Linked DNA regions of Rattus norvegicus: region 1 is linked to region 2. A link is a contact called in public Hi-C data. All regions are on one chromosome and are shown on one strand. Each heading gives the region's core, a stretch centred on a gene start, on an enhancer-like site or on the middle of the called end of the contact. The rest is flanking DNA. Distances are from core to core; before and after follow the strand shown.

Region 1 (6,751 bases), core at 2,462-4,961, 83 kb after region 2:
CTGCATCGCTGTGGAACAGGCACATGCTAGAGGCTTTAGACACCTAACCTCAAGCTAAGCACGTGCCCCTGAGCAGTGTCTCCATCACTGGTGCTTAGCTGTTGAAGCCGCCCGTTTTCTCCGCGAATGGGTCTCTGAGTAGCAGCCCACATGGGATGGTAGCGGTAGTCTGTACCCCATGAGGGGACCACACAAGAAGTTCCAAAAGGAAAGGCAAGAGGCACAGGCTTCTGCCACAGAAAGAGCTGAGAGTCCAAGTGAACAGCCGACGTGGTGTCACTTCCCAGGGGACACTTTGACCCACCTGTTTTCAACCCTCGGAGTCCCTCAGACTTCCGCAGCCATACTTCCAGAAAGTCAAAACTGGGTTTTACCCAGGCTGGAACCAGGACCTCTGGTGGCCTAGCGAGGTCAACGACAGTGCTTTTCTCTGTGGGTTCGAACACACAGCACTGCAAAGATTAGGCAGAGGGAGAAGTGAAGGCAGAGAAGATTAATCAGGGTTTGGAGCAGAGGAAACACGACAGGGAGCAGGGTGTCTCTAGCTAGCTGTGGCAGCCGTGCCATTGGGAACGCATGCGGGGACAAGAGATCACTTGAGGAGATATGAGTGATGTCTCCTTTTTCTCATAGGTTCTTGTGGTGGTTAGAAAGATGTCCACAAATTCTGCCACACTCCTCCCATCATTTAGCCCCTCTCCTTAAACCTTGGGGACAAACTCAATCGACATAAGAAAACGGATCTCATAGTGTGTCACTTTTGAGGCTGGGACAGAGAAGCGCAGGCAGCCCTTCGGGATGTTAGCTCATGTCACTCCCAGATCCTTAATGTCTGTGTCTAGTGTATGGATGAGACTGCAAAGAAAGGAGCCGAGAGGGATCCTGGCTCAGCTGCTGGGAAACCCCAGTGCAGCCACCAGCTGTATAGGAGTCCCAGAGCCTTCAACAAGACCCAGGCCCAGCTACCCTTTCCCTGCTAAGCACTGGAACCTCGCGTGAAAACTGTGAGTCCTGCCAGCTTCCACATTGCAATGAAAAATGAATAGTTAGCATTGCCTTGAGGCACTTTGGTAAGGTTTGTTGTGTAGGATAAACTCCACAAGGAGGTTTCCCGTACCGGAAACTCTTAACTTCCCGGTTTCCCATGCGGGAAACACCGGGGAGATCACCCACTGGGCAGGGAGGAGGGGGAAGGAGAAGGGATGTTTTTCTTCAGAGTCCCACCCCTTTCTCTCACCTCCTTTCTGACTGTGTGTGGGCTTCTCTTAGAGCCTAGAAGAAGCAGAGGAGCCATGTGTTTCTGTAATGCTCTGTGGTAAAAGCCCTTACAAAGGCCTTGAGCGGGACCAGAGCAGGATTCCTGTTGCTAATCTCAGGGGGCTGGGGTTTATAACCGTCTTCTGAGTGGATTCCTCAAAGGCAGAGGAGGCAGATGGCACACTCCGCAACGCATCATGCAAGTGCGACTAATAATGATGCCAACGCCACCAAGCCAAGGTCTGTGAACGTACAAGCTCCTTTGGATGACTTTTATGTAACGTCAGACACGACTGTGGTTGGAGGGCAGCTCAGTGCTGTTAGAAATAAATCTGTGTGGCAAAGAAAGGAAGCACCAGCAACCGAAGAGTCTGGGCAAGGCAAACTTCACTCTTGACCGAGAGGGTGTGCTCAAAAGAGAACACGCAGAGACAAGAAGTGCTATCAGTTTTTATTCTAATTCAGGTAGTGACGGGTGTCTTTCCCCATTGGCTGGCCTCATAGTCTTAATTTGATTGGCTACTCTGAGAAGAATGAGTATACCGGAAATGGAAGAAGGGGAAAGGGGTCCTTTCTCCAAGGAGAAAGGGGTCCTTGCTCCAGACCATCAGATTCCATAGAGCTTTGTCTATCTGGGGGTGAGGGTGAGGGAATAAAACCTTTCCATAGAACGTCTACAAGGTGGTGGTGGGGCATTTGAATCTCCTGTCCCAAACACAAATTTTTTTTTTTTTTGGTTCTTTTTTTTTTTCGGAGCTGGGGACCGAACCCAGGGCCTTGCGCTTCCTAGGCAAGCGCTCTACCACTGAGCTAAATCCCCAACCCCAAACACAAATTTTATAGTATTTGGTAGAAGACTCATATTTAATATTTCTCAGAGTGGTTAGAATATGTTCCAACCAAGGACAAAGCCTAGTATTCAATCCTTATAACTGTTTAAAAAAAAAAACTGCTGTTGAATTTTCCATCATGTCATGATTTTTAAAAATGTCTAAAATCCTTTCTTACCACAAAAACTTATTACACCAACATACTTAGTCACCCCACACACACACTTGTGAATGACAGATTAGCTGTCCCAGAGGTTTTCAGAATCCTTCTAAGAGACTTTGATATCAATAAGGCAAATGCAGTTCCCATTGATGGGAATTTTAGACGATGTAAAAAGGGAGAAATTTTAAGAACAATGAAGTTATTGGAAAGTAGTTATCTGGGCCTTGGGGAGCCATTAAGTTGTCCTTGTTACTGGAAACATACCCAGTCCTCCAATTCTAAAATCTTGAGACTTTTCAAAGCTCCAAGATAGCCTGGTCTTTAGAGAGCTCCAAGGTGACTTTGTTGGAGTATTTGTTCTCTCTGGTGGCAACATTAAAGGCAGGAGTTCCGTGACTCATGGTGTTCAATCACATATTGATGTTATTATTAACCAAATCGTTTCTGTGTATGCCAGGGACAATATCTCCAGCTGTTCCCATTTTATTTCCAAATAGTCCTTTATTTTAATCAAATAAGATCAGCTGTCTGCATCTAAAGACCTTGACCCTGATTGAGGGAGACATTCTGTCCTAATTGTTTCTTCCTCTTCCTTCCTTGGTCTCTTTCACTAAAACAAACCATTCATCTCTGTCCATGAAATAAACTCAAGGCAACCAACATCTCTTCTCTATACCGTCCCTCTTTCAGCCATGGTTACAGTTGATCCCTCTTCAGCCTTGACTCAATGCCAGGAGAAAGGTAGTTAAAGAACGTGACAGCCAATCAGAACCAACCATGTAAAAGAGACTTGCCCAGAATGTTCAAAAGTGTACACAATATCAGCATCTGGGGTAAAGCAAGCCCTCCTCTGGGCAGTCCACAGCACCGGCATGGAGCTCTGACTAAGAAGTTCTCTTCAAGGGGACGTGTGCTCTGGCAAGCAGACAAGACATAAAAGTACAAAAGGAACAAACAAACAAACCCATCCTCAGAGGGATTGTTCCCTCAAAGAAGAGAGAGAAATAGATCAAACCAGCGCACTTCCAAATGCCCAAATAAAATAGAGCTCTTTAAAAATTCTCATTCTAAGGGAGCAGATGGCTAATGAAGGTCAGGCAGGCAGCTTCCTTAATTTATCATGATGAGTTGTCGTGTGCCTTTATGAGGCAGTGATGAATAGCTACCTTCTTAGTATTTTAGTCACCGCTTTTTCTATACCATGGAAAAGTTTTTTTGGTTTTTTTTTTAACATGAGCCTAATTAATTTTTCTGGTATAACTTAAGAGAGAAAATGAGCCTCCGGTAGGCATGTTTATCACCAAAATGAGATTAATTGCTTTACTCACACCTGGAGGGATCTCTGCGTGTGTGGCGGGTTGTGAACGACTTTGAGTTCCAAGTATCAAACTTGAGGACAAAGTTGAAGCAACGAGCTCAAATGGCCTTGCAGTACCCGCTGCAGAGACTAGAGGGCGCAGTTGCCTTAACTGATCTAAAAGCACTGCAAGCCCAAACTCTAAAACCGATTTTCAAACTCAGATCATCAGTGCAAGCTTGTTTCTCACTAAAAATCGTTCTCAGTCTGCTGTAAGGAACAGGAGAATAGAACTTGAGATTTCTAGAGTCATCGTGGATGGTTTCTGAGGAGGCCTGGGGCCGGTGAGAACACTTAGAATGTCCTGTTTTCCAGAGACTTTCGTTTTTTTCCGATTATCAAGTGTCCGCTCAGTTTTCAAAAGAGCTTTTGCTTGTGTGTTTCTCCTGTTCAAGAAAAACAACTCCAAAACAATACATGTACATCCATAGGGTACTTGACGAGGATGTATATGGTCTTTCAACGTCCTAAGGAAAGTATGTATATGCCTCAATGTTTTCTTTTATTTATTGCAAAGAGATTGGCTAGTCAACGACCTCACTAGCCCTTCATGCTGTTCACACATTTTCTTGTGAGTCCCACAGAGAGATTTCTCTGCTTTGTTTAGTATGATTCTTCTGTCTCTCGGACTCTGCAGAGCACGAAATCCCAAGGCCCAGACCACCCCTCTCCACTCCTTTCTGATCCTGTACATGCCACAATTCCACCCAACACCTAAAAACTCCTGCTAGAGTTCTTCAGTTCTTGACCCCCCAAACAAAGTGCATAGTCCTCAGATTGGCCTTCTTCTTCTGAGTGGCTATCCCACCATCTCTCCTGACTGACAGGTAAGTATCTCTCCATCTTTCTGTATGCCCAAAGACCCCAAGTAAGACATCTGTGGATGAATGAAAGCACTGTCCCCAGCTCTACTAAAGAACAAAGTCCTATGCCAGTCAGTAAAATAGCTGTGGCCTGTAAAGCTAATACGTATCTAAGTCCCTAAGCTAGAGTATTAAGCTTTTTTTTTTTTGAAGCAAATATTTCCGCTTATCCCTAAAATAGTTCAAGCCGCTCTGTGGTCCCCAGTAGTTGGGCCTCTATAATTGTCATTAGTACCCTGCCCCACCCTCCTGTTCCTCCTATGGATTGTTAATTTTAACATAACAGAATAAACTGTAGAGAAAAAAAATTAGACTGCTTACTAATCATCTAGCCTAAAATAGGAAGAGGTGACGTGTTACCCGGATAGGCCTGGCATCATGCCCATAGCCTTGTGACCCATGGAACTGGATTGCACTAAGTAACTTTAACAGCATCAGTCAACAACATATTCACCATTCTTATTGTACAGAATACAAGCCCTTTGAGGTTTGGGCTATTTTCTCTTGCTTCCTCTCTCTCCTTCCCTTCTTCCTTCTTCCTCCTCCTTCTTCTTCTTTTGCTGCTGTTTCTGCTTCAGCTTCTGCTTCTTTTGTTACTCAAAATTGAAAGAGAAAGTTCTGGCTCCTAGATTTATAAATAACAGCAAGCTTTGAGTTCAAGACCAGCTTGTTCTACCTAGAAAGTTCTGAGTCATGCAGTGGTCCATAGTGAAATGCCACTAAAAAAGAGGAGGAAGAGGAAGAGGAAGAGGAGGAGGAGGAGGAGGAGGAGGAGGAGGAGGAGGAGGAGGAGGAGGAGAAGGAGAAGGAGAAGGAGAAGGAGAAGAAGAAGAAGAAGAAGAAGAAGAAGAAGAAGAAGAAGAAGAAGAAGAAGAAGAAGAAGAAGAAAGTCTTACAAAATGGAACTTTCTCTTTTTCCTTATGGACGATATGATGTCTGATGATGTTTGATGTTTGCCCTTTCAGTGGAAGAACAGAACTCACCGAATAATGACTGAACGACAGACTAGGACTAGGAACCACGTGTGTGGGATGTCCTAGTTTGGTTTCTGTGGTAAAGTACTAACTGAAAGCAGCCTGGGGAGGAAAGGATTTACTTGGCTTACAGGTGACAGTTTGTCATCTAGGGAAGCCAAGGCAGGAGCCTGAGGCAGAGACCGTGGAGGCCTGCTGCTTACTGGCTGCTTTTTGTATATAGACCAGGCCTGCCTGCCAGAGCATGGCACTGCCTCCATGTGCTGGGCCCTCCCAAATCAATCAGCAATTGAGAAAACGACTACAGACGAGTGCCCACAGGAGGCAACTTCTCAACCGAGGTTCCCTCTTCTCCGGCAACTCTGAGAGGGCAGAGACGAAGCAGCACATGGTTGTGCAGACTCAAGGCCCATGATGATGCCACTGTGGCAGGAGAAGTATACATGGCCAGTATGCAACGAAACCCAGCAACCATCTGTAGTGATAAGCAGTGTGATAAACATTTCATTAAAAGAGAAATGCTCTGTGAGGAGAAAGCTTCTCTTCGAACCTGACAGTGATGTAGAATCCAGCAGCCACCCACAGAGCAGAGACGCTTCTGTCTTTAAAGGATAAATTCAGGCCACAGACTGAGCTGAGAGGTAAATAAAAGATGTTTAATTTTATATGGAAGCATTTAATTTCGGAGCCCTATGGAGGATGTATCGCTCTAGACTATTTCAACGGGCAAAGAAGATTTTAGTCAAGACTCTTCAGTCAGATTTCCCATCACTATGACAGAATATGCCAAAGAAGACAACAGACCTGGAGAGAGATATCGCAGTCCACTGTTTCAAAGGTCCATGGTCCCCTTGACCTGTTGTTTCCGTGACAAATACTGAGGGGGATCTGAAGCTTAGGAGCCTGTGGTGCCAACGAGACAGCACACAGGAAGCGGGGACAAAGGATGTCCTCTAGGTCAGTCTCCAGTGACCGCTTCCTCCAGCTAAGCTTGGTCTCCTAATAGCTCATAGCTGTGGAGTTTAAATCAGTGGACCCTGGGTTATCCAGTTGCCTCTCAAGCTCCTATTGGGAACACTGCCACTTCAAGAACCAAAAGACAGAGCGTGAGTCTCTTGGAGGACATTTCCCACCCAAACCCTAGCACTACAGCCATGGAGAAGACACAGCACAGCAGTGAGGTGCAGGGATCGAACCCAGTTCCGCTGAAACTGAAGAAACAAGTTCCATAGATGCAGGAAACAAAGCTGTAAGGATGAAGTTCTGTGAATACAGGAGCAAGGTCTTGGTGGTCAGAGTGACCAGG
Region 2 (6,574 bases), core at 2,954-5,453:
CTGGGGCTCTAGGCAGGGAAGTGTAGCTCTCTGGTGTTTGGATTTGCTCACAGCATGATGGCTATGTTACAGGGCAGGCATCCTGTGAGGAACCAGATAGAAGCCATACCCAGTGACTTCTCTCACACCTTTTACAGAACACCTAGCCCAAATTCAAGGAGAGGGCATCAGAGAGGAGTATTTTTTAAAAATGTATTTCAAAAGCATATTTTAAAGCCGCCATAGCTGAGAAAAACAAGTTTCCTTTACAAGACTAAGGTGAGGTGAGTACCCAGCTCCCAGCAGGAAATGAAAGACTAGGACTGAACTGTATCAACCGAATAAACAGGACACCAGAGTTGGCATCCTAGGCAAGGTTGTGACAGTATCCAACAGATTATAAATGAAGGTAAGCAGAGGAGCATTAGAGTCATTACTTCTGGGTACTGAGTATCCACTGAGGGTCCGGGCACCTCAGGCAAGTAAAGGGGGACAGCTCCTAAGGGATGGTACCTGAGGTTGACCTCTAGCTCCACATGCAAGTACACATGTGCACCGACATGCATGACACACAGAGACGGTTTAACTTCTAATTCCAAGACAGCTAAGAGACTTGCATTGTTTGCAGATGTTGGTCCCCACACTAGGTATGGAGACGTACACTACATCCTCTCACCAGAAAAAGCTTGTGGGAAAGAGAACCCAAGGTCCTTAAGTCAGAGAATAAGCTTAAGACAGAGAATAATTCTGTAAATGATACAAAATCTGTCATTAGTGGATGTGTGTACTTTTAGGTGGTCTCACATTAGAAACAGAAGTGGCTCTCCTAAAATAAAATGAGGAGTTTTCAACCTGAAGTACAAGATCTGAAGATCCCAGGTGTGGAAAGCAGGTAAAAGGAGAAGAGACGAAGAAAGGACAGTCTTAAGCATACGCCACAGCACACCCACAGAGATGAGAGACAACTGCAGCTTAGCCTCTCTCCCTCCACCATGTGGGTCCTGGTGTGAACCCCCACCCCCTCTCCAGTCACATCATCGGTCCAGAAAGGCAATAGTCTTTAACTGAGCGTGTTGGCTGGGTAAAGACTGAGAAATAGAGGCTGGGTCTGGTGAGAGCAGAATCAAATCCTAATGAGGGAGCCCTACCTGAATCTAGAAAGTGCAAATGCAATTTAAAAATGTCTTGGAGGGAAATCCCAGGAGGAGGGTTCCTAATAAGTTGGAATCTTTTTGAAAACCCTTTTTATTCCTACAACCCTACAAAGAGATAGTGCTGTGATTAAACATATATAAGCCTATGGGGACATAAAGAAAGGTTCAAGAGCAAGATAGCAACGGTGTTTTCGAAGTCAGAGAGTAGAGGACTAAGGCTTAAATGTCAGGACAGCTGTGAGAAAAGTAGACAGGAAGCCAATAGGAAAAAGTCACAGCACAAAGTCACCCAGAGGCTCAGAATTCACGCTAAGTACTGTCAAAGCAAGGGTTAATCAGAGTCACTAAACTACAGACTGTAGAGAGGCTGCCTTCAGGAAACATTCATTCAGATCCTGGTCCTTTGTCTCCCTGAACAGATAGACTTACTTTGAGAGAATAAAAGAGTAGCTAGCTCGAGTGGGAAACATTGTAAACAAGGGAGCTAAATGGCTTCTACACACAGGATGCTAAAATCTTCATGTTCTGAGGATACCCAGCCATTGTGGAGACTCCTCCATTCAGACTACAAGAAGACTAAAAGAGACTAACTTTCTCAGTTCACAACAGGTCAAGGGTACAAACACAGAGAAAACATAATGAATTGCATGATAATCTAAACACTTCGGGAATACAGCAAACTTGATTTTTTTTTTAAAAAAAGTCTTTTCAAATATTTACATTGAATCACAAAAAAGTCACTGGAGCCCACAAAGAAGTGTGAGTTTGACCAGTATTTAGTTGTGATATAATAAAACTAGAATTTCTTTTCTTATTTTTCTTTTTGCTGGATTTTTGAGACAGTGGCAATATATTACCCAAGTATGTGGGTACACCACCCCCCCCCCGCCTCAGTGGAGATTGTGGGGAAGACAGATACATACTACCACCATGCCCAACTTAAATATTGTCTTTGCATGCCCATGCGTGCATAGGTATGCACATCCGTGTGAATGTCAGTGTCAGGTTTTCCTCTGTATTGTTCTCTACCTTATTCCTTGAGGCAGGGTCCCTCAATTAAACCCTGACCTCACTGGCATGGGTCTGCAATGCCTTTCAAAGAACTCCTTATGACTTGAGGGGACAAAATGATCCCTAGGGGAAGATCATTTCCATTTCAGAGTACAGCTGCCCCCTGATGGATAGCTGCCTTTACTTGGGAGTCATCAGTCCTGTGAAATTTTGTTTTTCCGGGAAAATTGTAGCATCCCATATGCAGCAGCAAAGAGTTATATCAAAAGGGAGAAGGCTTCCCTGAGGCCTGCGTGCTGAGCAGCTGGGGAGTAAGAAAAGATTGAAACTGAAGAAACACTCCCTCTGCTTTGTGTCTGTCAATGCAAAACACACAGCTCTCATCTCAGGAAAAGTAGAGATGGCTCAACCTTGAGCCACATGTGAGTGGCCATGGTGTGGAACACATGGATTCAAACTGCCCCGAAAGACACATTCCACACGTCAAAAACTGTCTTTGATGTGTGAACTGAGGTTCTAGAAAAGAACAGTTCATACTCAAGTTCATGCAGGGCCAAATGGGTGGACCTAGAGACTGTGGAGAGCTCAAACGTCCCAGGCAAGAGTCAAATTATCATGTGCTATTTTCTGTCCCTTTCAAGCCTGCACTGCCGACCCCTCTGTCCAAGTCAACATCCTGGTGACTATTATTAAAAACTTTATAATGTGTCCATAGCATCTCATCACTAACTTCTACCAATCCAAGAGGCAAGAATGTCGCCCTATCATATCTGAAACCTGTCAAGAGTTTCCCTTGCTTTGCCGTGACCTGCAGATAGGGGTCGCCACCAGTATGTTTTGCTTTATGACTTTTCTTGAAAGAAAAAAAAATCACCTGTTACTACTTAACATAATTGGGTCCCATACACGTAAAATAATGAATAATTCTTTTAAAATATCTTTTAGAATCCACAAAACTAAACAAGAAGATAGAAGTAACAAAAAACTAGCAAAGTTCCATTAATTTCCAGAAGTCCCTTACATATACACAGGCAATGACTGAGCTGATGAAAGAGAAGATCCTCGGTACAAAACCGAAATGGTTAGAAAGAAACTTTGAACTAAATGAGCAAAGCTTGTGTGATAAAACCACAAAACACTCCCGAGAGGTGCGGAAATTGGCTGAACCAAATAGGAGGCATCTTTAGCTCTTGGATAGACTGAATACACGGCATAAAAACATCAAATTTCCGTATGTTAACATAAATGCAAAGCCAGTCTGACAAAATGCCAACTGCTGGGTGAGGGTGGTTCAAGAACTCATGTGAAATAACCCACAAGTAGTCGGTGCCAAGGACACCCTAAAGGGAAGAGCATGGAGCTGGAAAGGCAGAAACATAATGTCCTTGCTACTAGGACAGTGTGGCAGTGGCTCCTGTACAGTCCAAGGGAGCAAAGCAGATGCTCTAAATGTGAGACCTGATGAATATGAAAACGTGGCAGTTAGTGGATACCAGCGCAGACTGGGGTTGTGACATGGTAGGCTAAGGAGTGGTCCTCTGATGATGTCCACATCCTACTCCCCCAAGCCTGTGAGTGTACTGTCTCAGACAGTGTACTTTCCAGATGGGATCGCTTTAAAAGATCTTGAAAGGAAGGAATTGCCCTTCGTTACTTAGATGTGCCCAGTCTGGTCAGAGTCTTTAGTCAGAGGAAGACGAGATCAAAACAGGAAGAACTGTGACATAGAAGCAGGATAAAGGCATTCAGCCCAGGGATGGGACAGCCTCTAGAAGATGAAGAGAAAAAGGACACATCCTCCCCTGAAGTCTAAGGAAGGAACACAGTCTTGCCAACACATCCATTTTAACTTGAGGAGTAGGGGTTATGGGACACGTGACCTTTACAATCATAAGATAGCAAAACTGTTTTGCTTTTTTAAAAAGCCACTAGAATCTTCAGGAATTTATTACAGCAACAAGAGGAAACTGAAAGACTTTTCCAGTAAGTCTTACCACGACTCGTTCTGGGGGAGGGGAGATAGAGTCATACTTTATGTCATTTATAAGATAAACTCTGATTAAGTGAGGGATTAAAATATAGCAACTAGAACCAAATGTGTACAACAAGAAGACACAGATGGATTGAAACCAGTCAAGAGTTGTAGAGAGAGGAAGTAGACTAGTGGTTGCTAGGGACATATAAGGTAATGGAATGTTCTTAAATAGACTATGGTAATGGACTCTGAGGCCATAGTAAAAGCCCTCTAATTACATACTTCATACCAGTCTATTTCATGGTATTAAGGTTTAAATAGGAAGGGCCCTCCACAGGCTCCTATATGTGAATGCTTGGTCATTAGAGAGTGGTGTCAGCTCACAAGGATTAGGAGGTGTGACCTTTTTGGAGTAGGTGTGGCTTTGTCTGAGGAAGTGTGTCACTGGGAGTGGGTGGGATTTGGGGTTTCAAATACTCAAGCCAGACCCGTGTCTTCCCAGCCTGCTGCCCGCAGATCCTGTTGTAGAACTTCCACCTACTCTTCAGCACCATGTCTGACTGCACACCACCGTGTTTCCTGCCATGAAAATGGACTAAACTTCTGAACTGTAACCCAGCCCCAATTACATGCTTTCTCTTGGAAGAGTTGCCTTGGCCATGGCATCTCTTCAGAGCAATAGAACACTTGCTAAGACACATGTGAATAAGATCTCAATAAAATTTCTAAAAATATGTAAAAAAATCATTACTATATCCCCAGGTAAAAGCATAAATATTAAAATTATAGAAAAATTTTGCTATCACTCTCAAAGAACTAAAATTTCTTATTGTTGATGAATTCTTACTTGTATTTTGTATAAAGACTTGAAAATGGGAAAAGAAGCAAAACCCAAGGGCAATATTCTTTTTTTCTTCATCTTTATTAAATTGGGTATTTCTTATTTACATTTCAATTGTTATTCCCTTTCCCAGTTTTTAGGCCAACATCCCCCTAACCCCTCCCCCTCCCCTTCTCTTTGGGTGTTCCCCTCCCCATCCTCCCCCCATTACCACCCGCCCCCCAACAATCACGTTCACTAGGGGGTTCAATCTTGGCAGGACCCAGGGCTTCCCCTTCCACTGGTGCTCTTACTAGGCTATTCATTGCTACCTATGAGGTTGGAGCCCAGGGTCAGTCCATGTATAGTCTTTAGGGAGTGGCTTAGTACCTGGAAGCTCTGGTTGCTTGGCATTGTTGTTCATATGGGGTCTCAAGCCCCTTCAAGCTCTTCCAATCCTTTCTCTGACTCCTTCAACGGGGGTCCTGTTCTCAGTTCAGTGGATTGCTGCTGGCATTCGCCTATGTATTTGCTATATTCTGGCTGTGTCTCTCAGGAGAGGTCTACATCCGGTTCCTGTCAGCCTGCACTTCTTTGCTTCATCCATCTTGTCTAATTGGGTAGCTGTATATGTATGGGCCACATGTGGGGCAGGCTCTGAATGGGCCTTCGAAAGTTCCTTCGACCTCTTCTAAACTTTGCCTCCCTATTCCCTCCCAAGGGTATTCTTGTTCCCAAGGGCAATATTCTTAAAGACCTGTGGAAGGGTGCAAACAGTCCTCAACCAGAGGAACCTTCCAAAAAATATTGAGTAGGAACTCAAAACTGAAAGAGTACATATTTTTCTTATATGTGATAATTTGGAATGACTTTAAGGAAATGTCTCCTATCATAAGCAGGATGCATGCTGCCATCTTTTAGAGAAAATTGTGTTTTTACAGAAGTAGGATAAGCAAAGTCGTAAGTATGCTCACTGCGGCCTTAATTTTAATCTCTGGAACTGGAACAACTCAAATGTCCATCCATAGGGACTGAACTACAATGTATCCTTTTAAAGATCCCCAGTTAAATTTGTCAAATGAACAAAAAATGTTGCAAAACTCAGCGAGCACACTCTGTTAGGCTTTGTAAAAGAAATGAAGGCATACCTTGTACATATTTGGTGAATATTTTCAAGCTCAAAGAATTAGAAGTAACCATTGTTTCTTACTGGGAATTTCCTGATTAGTTAAGACAAACTAAACACTGAAATGAGATTTGTTTTTCCTGAATATGCCTTTCTTATTTTTAACTTTTGGACTCGGTGATGTTTTACATATTCAAAAATATTAGGCAAAGGAGCCAGGCTTAAATAAAACAAGTCTAAGCGTGAACGAGAAGTAAATGTGCTTAGCTATATGTCACATGGGGAACTGCAGAGAGCTACTTCAAGTGACTTCTGTACATAAAATTTAATATATATATACATATACATTAAGATTTATTTGTTTTTATGTGCACTGATATTTTGTTTGCATTTATGACCATGTGAGGGTACCAGATCCCTTGGAACTGGACTTAACAGACAGTTATAATATACCCTGTGGGTGCTGGGAATTGAACTCAGGTCCTCTGGAAGAGCAGCCAGTGCCCTTA

What was found. Hi-C and Micro-C count contacts between places; a contact is called where the count stands out from the background.
Region 1: a Hi-C map of the A7r5 cell line shows a contact between it and region 2, with 2.7 times the contacts expected there. The contact joins two enhancer-like sites. A contact is called at or near these places in 4 of 12 Hi-C or Micro-C datasets (the A7r5 cell line, kidney and liver).

What each region holds. Positions count from the first base shown.
Region 1 is chr9:110,904,925-110,911,675 of GRCr8, forward strand. No RefSeq gene overlaps it. Among named protein-coding and RNA genes, the nearest start is that of Fer, 59 kb to the right of the region's middle. Within about 2 kb of position 3,712, at least 3 of the 93 cell types and tissues checked have an H3K27ac peak or open chromatin away from gene starts, as enhancers often do. A contact at or near this core is called in the A7r5 cell line, where this site is marked.
Region 2 is chr9:110,821,013-110,827,586 of GRCr8, forward strand. All of the region lies in intron 1 of LOC134480617 (a long non-coding RNA gene), which reads left to right. Among named protein-coding and RNA genes, the nearest start is that of Fer, 140 kb to the right of the region's middle. Within about 2 kb of position 4,204, at least 6 of the 93 cell types and tissues checked have an H3K27ac peak or open chromatin away from gene starts, as enhancers often do. A contact at or near this core is called in the A7r5 cell line, where this site is marked.